Linked DNA regions of Xenopus tropicalis: region 2 is linked to region 1. A link is a contact called in public Hi-C data. All regions are on one chromosome and are shown on one strand. Each heading gives the region's core, a stretch centred on a gene start, on an enhancer-like site or on the middle of the called end of the contact. The rest is flanking DNA. Distances are from core to core; before and after follow the strand shown.

Region 1 (5,013 bases), core at 358-2,857:
TGCATGGGTATAACAGTAATGGTAGAAGACTGGTGAGCCCATGAGTGCAGGGGGATAGGTGAATTACTGAAAAGGGCAGTTTGTGTTGGCTTGCGTTTACCCTACTTCCCTGTCCCGAACGGAGCTCTGCTTTATAGCCAAGTACATAGAGCCAGAGCAGTCAATTAGCTAGGAGTTGCCAGGCATGCTGTTAGCTTCTAATAACTGATAAATGTGTGAAATCAAGGCAAGAGCTAGCCCTGGGATCTGGCCAATAGGCAATGTTAGAACATAGCTCGGAGCATGTAAGTATGGAAATTGCTGGCTTACATCCAGGGTGTTAGCCTCTTTGACTCTATAGAGCGACAGCTCATTAAACAGCATTATGGTACAGCAGAATTACAGGAGCTTAAGAGAATACAGGAAAAGATTATAAATATGTACCCCCTACTGTAAATTATAGGGATGTTAGAAGTCATTGATGGGTCCTGTGACCATATAAAGGCACAAGGCTGAAGGCTGAGTTTTACAGGGAACTCTATGGGGCACATTCATCAAAGTATGACTGGTCCGAATACAAAAAAAATTTTTTTTTTTTTTTTAAAGGTTACAACTTATGCATATTTTCTGCGGCTTTTTCATAGTTTGCGTCGTGGTTTTCCTGCATTTTATGATCATCCAGATACGAAAAAAAATCATACTTTTCGGCCATTATACGATCAGATCATTATACGATCAGAGAGTTTTTTGATAAATCTGCCCCTAAGTATCACTATGGGATAATGTACCCTGTAATATAAGGATATTAGAAGTCACTGAGGGGTTATGTGACCATATAAAGCCACATGGCTGCAGGCTGAGTTATACAGGGAACTCTGAGTATCACTCATGTATTATAAGGGATAATGTACCCCCTACTGTAAATGATAAGGATATTAGCAGTCACTGAGGGGTTCTGTGCCCATATAAAGGCACAAGGCTGCAGGCTGAGTTATACAGGGAACTCTGAGTATTACTTATGTATTATACCCCCTACTGTAAATGATAAGGATACTAGAAGAGAGTTAGAGTTATACAGGGAACTCTGAGTATCACTAATCTCAAAATTGTGACTTTATTACATCATATGCACAATCACACAGACTGCAGTAAATCTGTGACTGGTTTTAGATTTGAGTCCTAAAACACAGGATTGCACCCTGTACTTTGAGGAATTTGGAATGTTAGGGTTACTTTCTAAATCATATATCTGCAATCTGCAGCTGCATGCCCTGCACCAAGGCCTGGGGATGATTAGTTACGCGACTGGGTATAGTTTTCCTTTAATCCCACCTGGCTGGGAAAATTACATGATGACACTTTTATTCTGCACACTGTGTGCAGAGTTGTCAATCAGGACACCATGATAATACACATTGGGGTGTATTCCTCTATAGTTACGCTTCTGAACTGACCGTTCAAATCTAATTGCTAATTGGTTGCTATGGGCAACATCATCTGCAACATTTGTCTCCAATGTTAATAAATACGCCCCATTGGACAGTGTGGAGGACACCACCTTTATACATACTGTGTGGAGTTGTCAGTGAGGACACCATCATTCCACCCACTGTGTGCGATGAGGACACTATTATAGCATTATACATACAGGTACTGTGTGTGAAGTTGTCAACCAGGACACCATCATTATACACACTGTGTGGAGTTGTCAATCAGGACACCATCATTCCTCAAACTGTGTGTGGAGTAAGTTGTCAATGAGGACACTGTCATTATACACACTATGTGGAGTTATCAATGGGCACATCACCATTCCCCACGCTGTAAGGAGACCATGTCAGCAAGGAAGCCATCTTTCTCAAATCATGCCTCCCACCAGACAAATGATAAAGCCACATTTCTGCCCTCTTAGACCTACACCCGCACAAGTCTAATTCCTTTTTCTCACAAGCTGCAAGCCTTTGCTCATGTTTATTCATCTGTATTCATTGCTGTGTCAGCATCATGTATTGGGATGTGTGAACCTTGCCTGCTTTCAGTTTGGTTTAGGTTTGTAAATATTTTACCTCTGGCCAATGCTGACTACTCCCACCGCAAACTGGCACATAAAGCATAGATGGGCAACAGTGGTGCAACCCAATGAGATAAGTGGTCCAGGTGGACATTGTACCGATGCTGATGGCACTGCCCTGCATTAGCCATCAAATAAAAATGTAAGGATTGCCAGGAACCCAAAAATGCAACTGTCTTACTTGCTCATTGAATTTTATTGCGTACAGTCATTTAAGACTCATTTTGTTATTCTTCAAGTCTGTCGCTGTTTTTTCCATTTGGCCCTGGGATCTACATAGAAACCTCTACCAATATCAGGCACCTGTTAAACACTCATAGCAGAGCCTCCCATTTCCTTTGGCCTGTACAAGGCTGCCTGTTGCTATAATTACTGGATGGCTATTTTGTGTTGGTTGGGGGTGGGTAATTTTGTGTTGCTCCTGAGTCAGGGAGAGGACAGTACTAAGGGGACCTCAAATTGCAAATGGCCTCCAGCTTAGCGAGAAACAAGGAGGTAGGGATAAAGGCTCATTTGCAGCTTTAGTGTCACTTTCAGCCTTTTTTTGGGAGGTTAAATGGCTGTTTAGAGCAGAGCACTGAAGGCCGAGCAGGGGTTCATTGTTCAAGCTTTCTCCTGCATTGTTGAATGCTTTTCAATAGTCGCCTGAATAAGAAAGCTCAGGGGCCCCCTCCTCTCCTCCTCCCTCAGCCGGAACACAAGCAACTTCACATGGGGGAGGCCTAGAATTTCCTGCAGGCTGTGATGGTATTCAAGGCCTCTACCGCTTCAGCTCCTTCTTTCTTATCCTTCCCCCCCCCTACTTTTTTTCCTTCTTCCTTGCAGTTTAACCCAGGCAGAGAAGCTCACTGATCTCTGCTTGACACCCCATTAACACATGAATGCCTTTGAGTGGCTGAAAAAGGCATCTCACTTTTGCTGACCCACTCGGTCCTTCTGCTGAGAGGTTGGAGATCAAACAAAGTTACTACAGGCCAATCTTCATTGTGCCCCCCCTGCAGAGGGAGTCCTCCTCCATTTCAAGCCGCCATTGTCTGCTTTATTATTAAAAGCTTTCGGTGCACAGGATGCAAACAGCTGTTCCAGGACCGCCTTGAGCTTTATGCAGAATTTATTCTTTCTACTCCCCTCCTTTACACATGCTCCAATGCTAACAAATGAACCCAATGCTCCAAGCTAATGAGTTTTTAAAGGAGGAATAGACAACCCTCCAGAGGTTGCTCAACTACAACTTCCAGCACCCACTATCGACAGGTGTTGGTTGCTGTAGTGCTACAGAGTTGGATTATTTGCAGATAGAAATCTCAATTAAATCATAATAAATATTTTATTTATGGGTAATTTTTGAGAGTCAAAGCTTCAGCTGCTTCTGGCTCCTCAGCTAACCCATGTCATTTTCCCACAGACCTTCAATTGTAACATTAAAGGAAAACTATACCCGCAGAATAAATACTTAACCAACAGATAGTTTCTATTATATTAAATGACCTATTGAAGAATCTCACCATACTGTAACAGGAAGTAGTGTGGAAGTAAAAGACAGAACTCTACACATTCATTGGCTGAACTGACCTAGCATGTACAGTATGTGTGCCCTTGATTTGTTTGTATGCACTGTGAATCCTATGATCCCAGTAGGCGGCCCTTAATTCTTAAAATGGCAATTTTCGATTATGCACATTATTATGCACATACAGGTGTGGGATCCGTTATCCGGAAACCCGATATCCAAAGAGATCCAAATTAGGGAAAGCCTGTCTCCTATAGACTCCATTTTATATCATTCTTTCTTTATTGGTTTTCAAATAGGGGATACAGAAAGGAAGAAGGAAGGGGGAACAAGAAACCATTTGAGGATTGCAGACAATATCACATTCGGTAAGTATTAACATGTATAACAAGAAATAAACAAATATCAAATATAGAGTTAGAGATCAAATATTTGTCATAATATGTAGGGATAGAACCTTGGGATTAATCACAAAGAAAAACCAAGGAGGGGTATTGATAGTTCTTATACCAGGGGGGGGAAAAGGGGGAGAGTGGTCCTCATAGATTTCGGTATTTGTGGTTTGTCATTTGCGGTATGAGCTTTTTAAGCATCTGGGATCTTGGCTAAGAATTGTTCCATGCAGACCATATTTTCCTATGTTCCTTGCCTCATCGCCTTAATTTCTTCGAATTTTTTAATTTCCTCCATAGAGGAGTACCATTCTGTTATGGAGGGGGGTGTTTTTTGGAGCCATTTTCTGGGTATTAATGATTTTGCTGCTTGGATCATAAAAAGCAGTAGCTGATTTGTGACCACCTGTTTCGTGGTGGAATCGTAGTGTAGTACAATTAGCGCAGGGAGGTTTACCTTTTTGTGGAAAGGTGTTATTTTTTGCACAATTTCCATTACCTTTGCCCAGAATTTTTTGATTCCTGGGCACTCAAACCAAATATGTTTATACGTGCCATCATGGCTGTGGCATCTCCAGCATGCCTTAGATACATTTTTAAACATTCTGTTTAATCTAGTGGGGGTATAGTACCATTGTGATATCAATTTATAGTTAGCTTCTTGGGTTTTTGAAGCTATGGAGCTTTTATGCATAGATCTATAGATTTGATGCCATATTTTTGTGTTGAGGTTTATCCCCAGGCTTGTTTTCCATTTATTTTCCAGCACTTCGTCCTGGTTGAGGGAATTGTTTGTTAATTCTTTATAGAATGTGGATAGGGTTTTTTTTATTTTGTCAGGTTTGGTCATCGTTTGTTCCCACCATGTGGGTTCTCTGGTCATCTTAGACAGTTTGCTTGAGTTGCAATAATGGTGTAATTGTCTGTAACACCATGTATCTCTTGGTAGAATCTTTTTTGCTTTCTGAATTTCCTTTAATGGTAAGATACCTCCATCTGTTAATAAGTCTGCTAGCACCGTTGCTCTATTATTGGTTGTTGTCCAGTGGTCAAAGGTTCTT
Region 2 (4,903 bases), core at 759-3,258, 320 kb after region 1:
TGTTTGTTTTTGGCCTCCCATACATCCGCCTCTCACTATTCTTCAGCGAGGTAAAACTGAGTGTCCGTCCGGAGAGGAGTGTTACTGTCCCGGCGTCATTGGGTCAGGTCCCCTGGCCGAATGTCACAAGCGCTTCTGTGTGGGAACAGATACAAGTAGATGAGCACGTAGGGCACTACAGATTAACCAAAACAAATCCATTCACAATGGCATAAACAGGAAGTGCCCGGTGTCCTATTGTACACCCCCACCCACAGAACAGACCATGGCAAGTCACAGGCACCAATGCCTTCCCTCTCTCCTTTTAAAGCTCCAAAAGTCCAAGGATCATGTCATTGCTTGTTACTGTATAAATTGCCAACATATAATGTAGCACTGTACAAGGGCAGGGGTTTTAAATGGAACAGCCATTTAACAATTACATTTTGCCTCAATCAATGGGACTTTCAAACTACCCTGATAGGTTGCTGCATAGTGTTCAGCCAAATATCACTCTCAAGGGCCCCACACATGGGCCACTAAGGAGCAAGACTTGGCAACATTTATTGCATATGGCCAACTGGACACAAAATTCCTCTACACTAAGCACAATTCAGCAGCAAAACTATAGTGCACTGTTCCCCAACCAACATGTTGCTCACCAACCCATTGGATGTTGCTCCTATTGGCCTCAAAGCAGGTGCTCATTTTTGAATTTCTGATAAGGAGGCATGCTTTGGTTGCATAAAAACCAAGTGTAATGCCAAATAGAGCCTTCTGTAGGCTGCCAGTCCACACAGGGAATGAAAGGTTGGGGACCCCTGCTATAGTGTAATGTGACCCTCGCACTGCAAGCTGGATAAGCTAGCACTGAACTCCCAGCATTCCCATGCAACCATTAAAATGCTAGAAACTGCAGTTCAGCAACAGCTGGAGAGCCATGGCCTAAACGGGTTAAACAGCTATGGAATTCCCAGTATATCCGTTATGATAATCCAAGTAAATGGCACCAATGTCCCTAAGTGGCAATGAGTGAAACACCACATGGATGATTGGTGCAACAATATGGCAATTGATTGCCACTGGCTGCATCATTTTAAAGGCAACCTAGGGTGATATTTAATAATGCTGGGGTGTCATGCTGTGTATTATGCTCAGATTTTAAAGTTCTCACCTCTCCTCCATTCTGGCTGCATTCACTCCCTCCTTTCCTGGGGCTCTCCTTATCAGAGAGGGTCTCCTGCGCTCGGATGTCACTGCGGCACCTCTTTGGACCCAGCTCCTCCTTTGGGAGAATGGGGGGAGAGTAGCCATCACCCCGCTCGCTCCTCCTCTTCTTCCTCTTCTCTGGGTCTTTGCCTTTTTGCCGAGCCAGCCTACGCTCACACCTTTCAATCTGTCAGAGGGATGGAATAAAGACAGCAGATATTTACCTTCCCCTTTCTATATAATATGATGGGTAATAGATCCATATCTCTGCCTTGCCATTGGCTGAGTATTTATCAAGCTTGATTTGCAAAACACAGCCCCAGGCCAATGATGGCTCTGCTTCAGCATGAAACAAACAGTGGGACTATATTACAGACCCTCTCCGCTATTCAGAGTGCCCATCTGTACGGAGAAACCAAATACCCCTACAGGTGTGTGCTGCTTTAACAGGCTTGGAGTTCCCCCCTTTAATCTCAGGCTTCCCTCCCAGGCAGAGGAGGGGGAGATTTTACACTGCCCCGGCCAAACACAAATACACCTCCAGGGAGGAGATTAGTTGCTTTGTCCAGGATAATCCTGTTTTGAATTCTTTGTGGGGGTCCCTTTATGTGAATGCACTCGCCCTTCCAAAGAAGTAGATATCTGCCCTCTGTTTGTATCCATGACACTTTTATTTCACTGCTTTTAGCCTTGGGCACAGCATTAGTGAATCAGAAATTAAATTTATATTTTTTATAACATGCTAGTGAGTAGAGAAGCAGTAAGCCCTGAGGACATAATGTTGTCTAGCTGTGTTTCACTATAGCTTCAGTACAGGAAGCCAGGAAGTACCATTCCTCAAGTTGTTCCCTTGTTTTTCCCCAAGTGCAAGTGAAGCTGGCAGATATTTTCGGGAGAAGGCCTACCTCTATCAAAGTGCGCAGTCTCTCTATACAGGGCACCTGAGATGCCAGTAACAATCGCCAAATGCTCGCTTCTTCTTCCAGCGACACCTCTAGAAGGTCCCCCTCCAACATCAAGTCTTCCAGTAGCGCTCGAGAGCCTAGCGACAACTCCAGAATCGCTGTCTTTTCTAAACGAGGGAGCAGGGCAGCCATGGCATCTAGATCTGAGGGGTGGGCACAAGAATATGAGCAACACACAGGAAGCCAACACGGATATACACATGGCAAAGGTGTATACACTTACCTGGCATCGCGCAAGTGCCATTCTCAGTGTGACAGTCACCATTCTCTTGTGGGACCTGACAAAAATAAGATCAACGGTTTAGATTAGAGCAACCACAGTGCCGAGCAGAGAGGAGGGGACAAAAGATGGAAATAAACACTTGCTATAAAAACTCCCGGCCATTCCTTGAAGCTATCTAATGTATCTGCCAGCACAGCCGCTTCAGGGAGTGAACCCAACAACTTTAATCAACATAAGCAGAATAAATAGAACTTATGCTATAAATGTTTTTCTTTTAAAGTCAGTTTAACTAGATATGCGCTCTGTAAAAAAACCAAAAAAAAAAAAAACCAACCCCATGTTTTGTTTTGGCAGAAGTCCAATATATTTCCAATCTGTGCATTGGAAATCTAGCTATCTTTACTGAGCCCAAGGGTAAGAACCCCCCAGCAGGCAACTTTGGAAATATAAGTGATGGGAAAGGCTTTCCACCAGCGACTTCTATTGTTGCCGGTGGTAAGCCTTTTTGGGTCAGTTACTCGCTCCGTGGGTTCTTACCCTAACAGAGGGAAAAGATAATATTAGGCCCCGGTCATGTGACATGCATCAGCTCCAATAGGCAGCTCCTTTTAGCTGCATTAACAATCACAGATTCTGCCCACATCCAGCTACATGGAGTGGAAGCATAAATCAGCCTGAAAACACAAAAGCAGGCATTTCTCGCCCAAAATACTCTTATGATCCACATAGCTGGACGTGGGCATGATCTGTGATTGTTCATGTCACCCACACAACCAGCAGTGTTAGTGTAAGGATCCCAAACCGCAGGACCATGTTCAAGTAGGTACAATGAGCAAACAGGGCCTCTATAATGACACCCTCCCTACCTCTAATTTGTTGGTCTCCCAGGCTTAGGATAGCCATACATGTTCTGCTCAGATTTGATTGAACAGATTTTTGACTTGACCACTTGGGAAAGTTAGCTAAATTTAGGGAGGGGGCACTGAACTATGCTGGGTCATGGAGCACTGGCAGAGGTATGCAGAGGATGCTAGCATCCTTGTATCTAGCCAGCCATATAATAACCTGTTTGGCATGACCGAGGGTTAACCAGTGTATGGCCACCAGGTTCTTGGGTCCGACCAGTCATTTTAGTTTGAGTCAGTTTGGGAGGATTATGGCCAAGCCTCTAATCAACATTGACTGGTAGATGCACCCAAACTGCACTTGCAGATCAACAATTGCCACACACTGGTGTAAACACCAACCGGTCAACCGTACGGTGTGGTAGCCACTGAGAAACGATCACCATCAATAGTGCCTCACAATAGTGCCTCAATAGATATCTTTCTGGCAAACCATGTAGCACATAGGGAGCACCTGTCTGTATTACTCACCTAACTAACTATACACCAACTCTAGCAACATTGTGGCTATCAGGTGATGTCTATTGATAAATCCCAGTGTGTTATTTGCTTCCCTACCCAGCAAAACCCCCCACGACTTACTGGGTTCTGTTCATTCCGGGTTGTCTCTCTCAGTGCCTGGGGATCTTTACAATGCTGCTGCATTTTTTGCCTGCGCTCTGCAAGTGCTGTTGCGGCAGAAGAAATTTCCGGCGTGGCTAGCACCCTGCGAGCGCGATCCTGCCAGCTCATGGCTCGCTCTGTTAAACACTGTAAAGCCTCGCCCTCTGGCAGTCGCACTGGCAGTTTCTGGAGGGCGACCAACAGAGAGAGAATGGTCTGCAGCCGAGGCCTCCGCGAGCGCACACACAGTGAGCACAAGAAACGGCTGTCCCATTCCCACCAAATAAGAGATGGCATAGTGTGTGCACCACGGTGATTTGAGAGCCGGGGGCTGGGCACACACAGCCCATGGAATAAGTCTTGACACAGCTCACATCTGAGCATGAGCTCGTCTGGCGGCTCCCCACAAACACATACACAGCCTCTTTCCAGGGAAGAATTCATGGCGCGTAACCTAAGGATTCCAGCCTTCTCTTTTTGCTCTCCTTCCTTAAATGCCAGCACCTGGAAGGAAACAAAGATGGCTGAGTTAATGTGCACCTTTAGGGATGTCTGTGTGTAAATTATCAAGTCACAGTGGCCATAATGGTAAATCACAAATAAAGTACTCACTATACAACCAGGGTCCCGCAGGTCCTGTGCAGACAGCCCAAGGCTCTCAATGTCTGACCTGTACAAGCCCTGCTCCTTCTCTTTCTTCCACCGAGACCGCTTTCCAGTGTCTGAGCAAACATCTGCACTTGGGCACAGCACCTACAGAACAGAACCAATGTGATGATCCCCATAACACAGTGCCATTATAGGTGATGGATCTCTGTGGCTACCTAACTAAATTCAGCACCTAATGATAAATAGTAACATATTAAAGGGGTTGTTCTCCTTGGAGTTAACTTTTAGCATGATATAGAGAGTAATATTCCTAGACAATCTGCAATTTTAGTCTTTTTTTCACTATTTGTGCTTGTGTGTGGTTTGTGTTTTTCACTTTTGTTTAGCAATTCTCCAATTTGGAATTTCAG

The links. Hi-C and Micro-C count contacts between places; a contact is called where the count stands out from the background.
Region 2: a contact with region 1 is called in a Hi-C map of brain, with 2.7 times the contacts expected there. The contact joins two enhancer-like sites. A contact is called at or near these places in 2 of 5 Hi-C or Micro-C datasets (brain and neurula embryo).

The regions. Positions count from the first base shown.
Region 1 is chr8:25,774,059-25,779,071 of UCB_Xtro_10.0, forward strand. No RefSeq gene overlaps it. Among named protein-coding and RNA genes, the nearest start is that of urm1, 10 kb to the right of the region's middle. Within about 2 kb of position 1,608, at least 5 of the 11 cell types and tissues checked have an H3K27ac peak or open chromatin away from gene starts, as enhancers often do.
Region 2 is chr8:26,090,108-26,095,010 of UCB_Xtro_10.0, forward strand. It overlaps kdm5c (lysine demethylase 5C), which reads right to left. Exons shown (of 28, transcript NM_001079251.1): 23 at 4,497-4,637; 24 at 3,864-4,388; 25 at 2,377-2,431; 26 at 2,094-2,296; 27 at 1,154-1,375; 28 at 1-135. The coding sequence ends at 124. Among named protein-coding and RNA genes, the nearest start is that of kdm5c, 20 kb to the right of the region's middle. Within about 2 kb of position 2,009, at least 1 of the 11 cell types and tissues checked has an H3K27ac peak or open chromatin away from gene starts, as enhancers often do.